Regions from separate parts of the Zea mays genome. Here region 1 is linked to region 2. A link is a contact called in public Hi-C data. All regions are on one chromosome and are shown on one strand. The core of a region is the stretch at or near the end of the contact, and the rest is flanking DNA. Distances in the headings are between cores, read along the strand shown.

The links. Hi-C and Micro-C count contacts between places; a contact is called where the count stands out from the background.
Region 1: a Hi-C map of tassel shows a contact between it and region 2, with 5 times the contacts expected there. The contact joins the promoter of LOC100281023 here to the promoter of LOC100283035 in region 2. A contact is called at or near these places in 5 of 25 Hi-C or Micro-C datasets (bundle sheath, ear, endosperm and 2 more).

Annotation. Positions count from the first base shown.
Region 1 is chr8:71,020,612-71,024,405 of Zm-B73-REFERENCE-NAM-5.0, reverse strand. It overlaps LOC100281023 (Grx_I1 - glutaredoxin subgroup III), which reads right to left and starts at 2,230. Exons shown (of 1, transcript NM_001153942.3): 1 at 1,395-2,230. The coding sequence starts at 2,131. The coding sequence ends at 1,670. It also overlaps the pseudogene LOC103636996.
Region 2 is chr8:70,850,860-70,854,342 of Zm-B73-REFERENCE-NAM-5.0, reverse strand. It overlaps LOC100283035, which reads right to left and starts at 2,197. Exons shown (of 1, transcript NM_001155937.2): 1 at 514-2,197. The coding sequence starts at 2,030. The coding sequence ends at 1,182.

The sequences.
Region 1 (3,794 bases), core at 981-3,480, 170 kb before region 2:
AAAGAGCCCTATATAGTGTCATGCTTGTTTTGCGTTACATGTTTTTATTCATGAGCAAACTGCATATGGGTTTACAACAAACAACGAACACACTGGTCTTTAGAACAGTGTATGGTCTCAGGCGCTGTGGAGAATTTTGCAACCATGGCACTCCCTTCGGCGGGCTTCAGATTATTGGCACCGTGATCGTCGCAATTGAATCTGTGGCATTATAATCTCGCCCGTTTTAAAAAATGGCATCGCGCTGCATTGATGGTTATTAGCATTTTTCGTGTGCCCGTCGTACCCTCGCTCCGTTACTTCCCTGGCCGCCGCCGTCGTGCACCGCGAGGACGCTGATGGTCGCCTCGGCGTCAGCCTCAGCAAGGCGCTGCCCAAGGCCGCCGTGCGCGCCTTCACCGAGAACCTGTAGCGCCTGGCGTCGCGGATCCTGCTCGCCCGCAAGCTCGCGCTCTTCGCGTCCCGCCTCCTTCTCCGCAAGCTCCTGCCAGGCCCCCCGCGCAACAAGCACGCCGGCTGCCCCAAGATCGACTTCAAGGCCGGCGTGGACCACTTCTGCCTCCACCCTGGCGGGACGGTGGTGATCGAGGCGATGAGGAAGAGCCTGGGGCTCACCGCCCACGACGTGGAGCCATCCGGGATGACGCTTCACCGGTGGGGGAACACGTCCGCGAGCAGCCTCTGGTACATGCTCTCCTACATGGAGGCGAAGTGGAGGCTCAAGCGCGGGGACAGGATGCTCATGGTCACCTTCGGCTCCAGCTTCAAGTGCAACAGCTGCTACTGGGAGGTGACCAGGGACCTCGCCGACGCCGGCGCGTGGGAGGACTGCATCGACCAGTACCCGCCGGAGACGCTCGTCAACCCCTACATGGATAAGAGAGACGAGGAAGACGACGGCCAGGGAAGGGAGAATGGAAGACGCTCGAAGACGGCGGCCAGAGAAGTAACAGAGCGAACGGAGCGAGGGCACGACGGGCACACGAAAAATGCTAATGACCATCAATGCAGCGCGATGCCATTTTTTAAAACGGTCGAGATTATAATGCCACGGATTCAATTATGACGATCGCGGTGCCAATAATCTGAAGCCCGCCGAAGGAAGTGCCATGGTTGCAAAATTCTCGGCGCTGTGTCGGTAAATCATTTCTAGATTAGGAAACTTAAACGGAATTTAATATGTGATCATGTCGAGCTGACGCGCGTACATCACGGGAGTGATGATCACACGACATATCCGCACGTCCTTGTCGAACACCTGTGCTATTTTTTTCTGTGCAAAAAGAAAAGGTTTGTGTGGAGGAAAATCCCAATCCAGTCGGCAGCCGATGACCTGTACCGTTCATGAGTTGTACTGACTGCTGTGCAATTATGACACGTCCAGGACTCAAAGCTCAGGTAATTTCAGCACTCTTTCATATTCACATGACGGGAAACCAAGATAAATATATACTGTAAATCGCTTAACACACGTACTCCATTGTTCTAACTACCTAATATTCTGTTTCTACCGAAAGAGTTAAAAGTCCTATATGCATGCCTATCTGGTCTATTTAATAGAGTAAAAATAACAAGTTAAAAATAACATGGACAAGGGGAGCTGACGACGATGGAGAGGCCAAGGAAGGATGGACGGGGGAGCGAGACTACGAACGCCTTGGTCCTCTCATCAGAGCCACAGCGCGCCGGCGTCCTTGAGTATGGGCACGAGGTCGCCGGAGATGTGCACGGCCATGAGCCGGTCGAGGCCGCCGAGGAGCCTGCCCCCGACGAACACGGCCGGGAGGGCAACGTCGCCGCCGCCGTCGACGACCCCGGCAATAAGCTTCGCCTCGGCGCCGTCGGCGACCTCGTGCACGGCGGGGTTGACCCCGAGACCCTGCAGCAGCCGCTTCACCACGTGGCTGAGGCAGCACCCGCGCTTCCCCACCACGAGCACGGGGCACTCCGCCACCGCCCGTCGCACCTCCTCCCCCCTCGCCGCCGCCTCCGCCCCCGCCGACGGCTGCTGCTGCTGTGCAGCCGCGAGCAGCCTCTCCTCCTCCGCCACCGCCGCCGCGGCCTCGACGCCCATCGCCGGCGCGGGCCGCGGCCACGGCCGGCCGGCGCTGTACGGGATGGCCTGGTACATTACTCCCTCTTCCTCTCCTTCCTGGGGCGCGCGCGAGTTTTTACACGGCGTCCTTGTTCTCGTTTCGGTTGGGAGTTGCGATTTGTGGCGTCGTGTGATGGGCAGCAGGAGGAGTAGCAGCCTGATATATAAAGGGCGGTGAGGTCAGCGACGGACGGGGATGCCGTCATAGTGTGTGTGAGATAGGCCGAGAGGACGACGGCGACCGCAGGGTTCGCGCCAACCGCGCCGCGGTGGCGTGGCGTGGCGTCAGCCGCGGTTGAGGTGGTTCGGTGGGCCCGACACGCCCCCGGGCCTCTGGTCGGGACGGCCGGTCCGTGACGGCAGCACGTGGAGAGTCTGATGACTAGGCCAGGCGCGGCCAACGCGCAGCGCGTGGGAGGTGGTGACGTGGTTGGTGACGAAGCTGCGCCCACGCCGTGGGGTCCCGTGACGGCGGCCGCCGGCAACGGCGGAGTCGTGGAAGCTTTGGAGTGGTAGCTTTGGAGTTGTATCAGCAGTGCTGTGACTCGTAAGGATAAGGACAAGTATATAAATAGTGCTATGAACCGCCGTATGACTTTTAAAAGTTGATATTCGGCATTTGAAAATCTCGAACTTCGAAATTGTAATCTAAGGAAAAAAGATGAAATTTAGAGACATATGGATAATTGATTTTGTTCAATTCTTTCTAAAATATTTTGTCTAACCCTTTTTACTATAATATAAATTATAGATGACCAATTAAGTCGTGCTAAATGAGCTGACACTAAGCACGACACGACTCGTGATACTTCAGTACGGCACAGACACGATTCATATATCGTGTGTTTGGTTACGCGCATATGCGGCATGCGTTGACCAGGTTGTTGCGCGTGTTTGTTTGCCCGTATGCAGGTGGCCAGACCTGCATGTACAGGTGCAGTCACGTCTTCGCGGGAAGCTTTTGTCCTGCATCCGCCGATACACGTGAAACCTCTGTATCTGCGGGAGCAGGCTCGCGTGAGGCCGGTTGCACACACGCAGGTATCAATCAGGTAGATAGTGTCAATGTCGATACGACACTTGTCTAATGTCGTGCTTAGGCCACCACCCAGCACAATTAAGTGGCCCGCTCAATTAGGCACAACATAAAAACTCGACTTACGAGGGGTAAGACAGTTATTAAGAAGAAGACCTTTTCATACAGGTCGAGAAAAACCCCCGAACCCATACCCACACATACATATCGACACCGAAGTCCATGTGAGAACGACCGCGACTGGGACCGGGCCTTAGACCTGTGTTTTAACGTAGGATAGACAAGTGGATTTTTTAACCACAACTTGAAATTCGCTCCTACGGAAAGTCGAACCCGAACCTAAGGAGTTCTACTCTAATCACCTAATCTACTCAACTAGAGGTCCTTTCGCATTAGGCACGACTTAAAACCAACCGGTGATATACAGATGTGATTGTGATGTGCACATGTGATTTGTAAATTGTAATTTATTATGTTTTTAAACATAATAAATTCACTTTATAATAGTATAAATATTCAAGTTTTAAAATTATATATATATAGTCTTAAAGATCTTCTATATTTTTTGAGCTCTTAAAGTGGAATAGACATGGATATTGTTAAGTATTAGTGTCGTATAGTGCCGAAATGACACGATTAGACATCAAGTGTAGTACCTGGGTC
Region 2 (3,483 bases), core at 948-3,447:
TACAACGCACACACAGACCTGAGCTTAAGTTGTTGGCGCTTCTTTTAAACGCCTGTAGACTTGTACGCTCCGGATCTAAGCACGAAGCTAATTTGAACGATTTTGAAAGTTTAGGAAGGAAAACTAGATTATCATGGTAGTTGAACGAGGTAAAACGGACTTGTTTATGAAGAAAAGTTATATTGCAACGATAGTTTAACAAGGTTGAACGAATAGACTCATTTATGAGTCGCACAAACGAAGTAAACAAGTACGAGTGGCACACAATTTGAATAGGAGGTTCAAATGCTCAGTACGGCGACTAACTGACAGAGCAATACGGGTCCACTGCAAACACCGGACGAGATCTGCCCTCTCGAGAACTCATGACTAGGATCACATGCCCCTGCTGATCACCGACCGGCCGGTTTGAATCCACCGCGAGAACAACGGGAGGCCACGGCTACCAGATCCAGAGTTGGTAGGCTGCACGTGACTGTGGTGAGGCAGCGCAAAAGGGTCCAGGATCACGTTGCAACCACCAATAATATAATGCGTCTCTGCTGATGAGCACGGTTTACCTCGCTGGCTGACAGACCCAGCCAGCCATCTCAAAGGAGGGAACTGCTGCTATTGCTATGTGCGTGTTTCAGGCAAAAGACATGATGCAGCAAAAGGGAAGATGTGTGGTGTCCAACGCACTGCTACCACACATGTCTGTCCGATCTCTTGCACTGTCTGCACTTCCCTGTTCTCTTTTCACTGCAAGAAAATGCTTGGAACACAAGCGACTGCGACACGGCTACAGCAAGCAACCAGCTAGTATGTTAAGCGTATAGTACGCTCGGATTAAACAAACAAAAGCAGGTCCAGATCTCGGAGGCCAAAGATCCATCCAGTGAAAGAGGAAGCACTACTTGTGTACATCACATTAGGTTACAAATACAAATCACCAATAGAAATCCGCCGAAAGGAAAAGGGGAGAGAAAGGAAGGGGAAGAAAGAATTAATAAAGCCACAAATGCATGGATGGGTACATGGATGGATGGGGCACACCAACTCTATGATCGTATCGACCGTGCGACATTGTATGGCAATGCACGGCGCGCGGCGCAGGAGCGATCGATCGCCACCGCAGTAGCGCCGCGCCGTGTGATCTCAAATCTGAACGATGGTGACTGACTCTATCCTCCCTCTCCCCATCAGAAGAGGCCGGCGCCGAGGGCAGCAGCGGCGAGCGCCGAGAGCGCGGCGGCGGCCCAGCTGCCGGCGGCGCCGGGCGTGGCGGCCGCCTTCTGGTCGTCGGAGGCGGAGGTGTCGTCGTCGGCCGTGGGCGGCTCGGCGATGCCGGCGGCCTTCTTCTTCTTCTTGGTCTTGGACTTGGCGGGTGCCGGGGCCGGCGCGGGCGCCGGGGTGGGCGGCTTGGGCCCGAACAGCTCGTAGGGGAGCGGCACCTTGTCGACGGGGTAGATGGCGAGCGGGAAGTCCTTGCTGACGGGGCTGCCCAGCAGCATCCAGTTGACGCCCGTGGACACGTTGACGTTGTTGCCCGACCGCTTGATGTCGTACCTGTAGGGCCCGTCGTGGCCGGAGCCCTGCGTGTTGACCTTGCCGTCGAGGGTGCCGAGCATGGAGAGGCTGTAGAAGCGGGGCAGCACGCAGTAGAGGACGAGCTGGATCTGGTCCTGCGGCGACAGCCCGTTGAGCACGCCGGCCTTCATCTTGTCGAAGGCGGCGTTGGTGGGCGCCATGATGGTCAGCCCGTTGTAGCTGTCCGTCAGCTGCGCGTTGATCTGCGTGTCCACGCGCGTGTCGTGCAGCAGCTGCTTGAACTCGCTGAACTGGTCGTCCTTGAGCGCCTTGTTCACGTCTGTGGGAGGGGCCGCGTCCGCCGCGCCCGCGCCGGACGACGACGACGCCGCCGGCCCTGGCGCCGCCTTCGCCGCCGCCGGAGCCTTCGGGGCGGCCTTTTGAGCTGCGCTCAGCAGCGGTGACGCCGCCGCCAGGAGCACCAGGAGGGTGGCGAGGCGAGGCGTGCTGGTGGTGGCCATGCTGCTGCTGCTGCTGCTAGCTGGTGGCGTTGGATCTGATGGAGCCTACACTGCCTGCCCTGCTCTGCCTGCCTGTTCAATACACCTATTATAGCTGCGGTTGGTGGCGACGCCTTGCAGTTGCAGCCAGCCAGCGCGCGTCCAGAGTGTGCGTGCGTGTTTGCGCGGGGAGCACCGGCACCGGCACGTTCGAGCCTGGCTGGCCCTTATAGGGCGAACTTTGCGACCGTGGCAAGTCAGGTGTCACGGCACCCCAACCAGCGCTCTTCTCTCTTTACGTGCGCCGCGATGTGATCCTCCAACCACCGGACCGGAGCTTCAGCTCAGCAAGCTACCATGACAGCACGTTGGTAGCGCCATACAGGTAGGCGTGCCTGTACTCTGCTCGTATGCGTATGCACGATTGCACGTACGTACTTGCGGGCTGCCGCATGTGGCGTCGAGTCAGGCTTGCCAACTTGCCAGAGAGTGATGTCCTACCTGCAATGGCACTGCAACTGCAACGCAAAAAGGGAGCCCCAAATATCTCCTTTTCCCTTCTTTTTTTCGTTTTTCCTTTCTCTACATCGATACAGTGCAAGATGTTTCTTTGGATCTGTGTACAGCCTGGCCTGGCCTCTCATCTGTATGTATGCCGTGCATATGGTGGCCGCGACAGTTCTGTCGGCTGGGACTGGGAGTTTCTGTATATTCATCAGCTAGCGCGGGGAAAGACAAACAAAGTGGCTGCTTGACAGCTATGCAGTGCTGCATCATGTACGTATGCTGATTTGTCTGTACTAATAATAAAAAGAAAAGAAAAGAATAATATGGTAATCATGCTGTGTTTGAGAGGCAACTGGGCAAAGACGAATCCCACCGACAGTCTACGCCCCTGCTTTCTTCTTCTAATGCAAGCTGCGTGTCAGCTTCAGACCACAGCTGTAAATGCAGTGACAGCGTCTGCGCAACGCGGCCACGACGACGTGCGCACTGAAAACCCGTCCGGCGTGTATATACGATGCAAACAGCAGCCCCCTCCTGAATTACACTGAATTCTTACTAGAGGTCTGAATTCTTACAGTGAAAATCTTATTGAACGCTGCTGTGCAGATCTGCTGGGTTTCCCTGAACCAACCGCCGCGGAAATTGGTGGGCGGTGGCTACGCCAGTGCGTATTTGCGTCTGCAGCGGCGTGGAAAATGCGAGGGGGGCGGTCATAGAAAGCAGCGGTGGAGTGGAAGTAGGCAGAGACGAAGGCGCGCGAGGGAGATACCGGCGACGGCGATGCGGCAGCGGCCGGAGAAGGACCGCCGATCAGCAAGGCCCGCTCAATCGACAGTCCCGTTCGTCTTCGGCGACACGCCAAGCAGAAGCTGCCAAGTACAGTGGACAATTGGACATGGTGTTCTCAAGCCCTCGACAGCACATAATATAATAACTCTAAAAAGGAAATCTGAAGCTGCCAAGTACA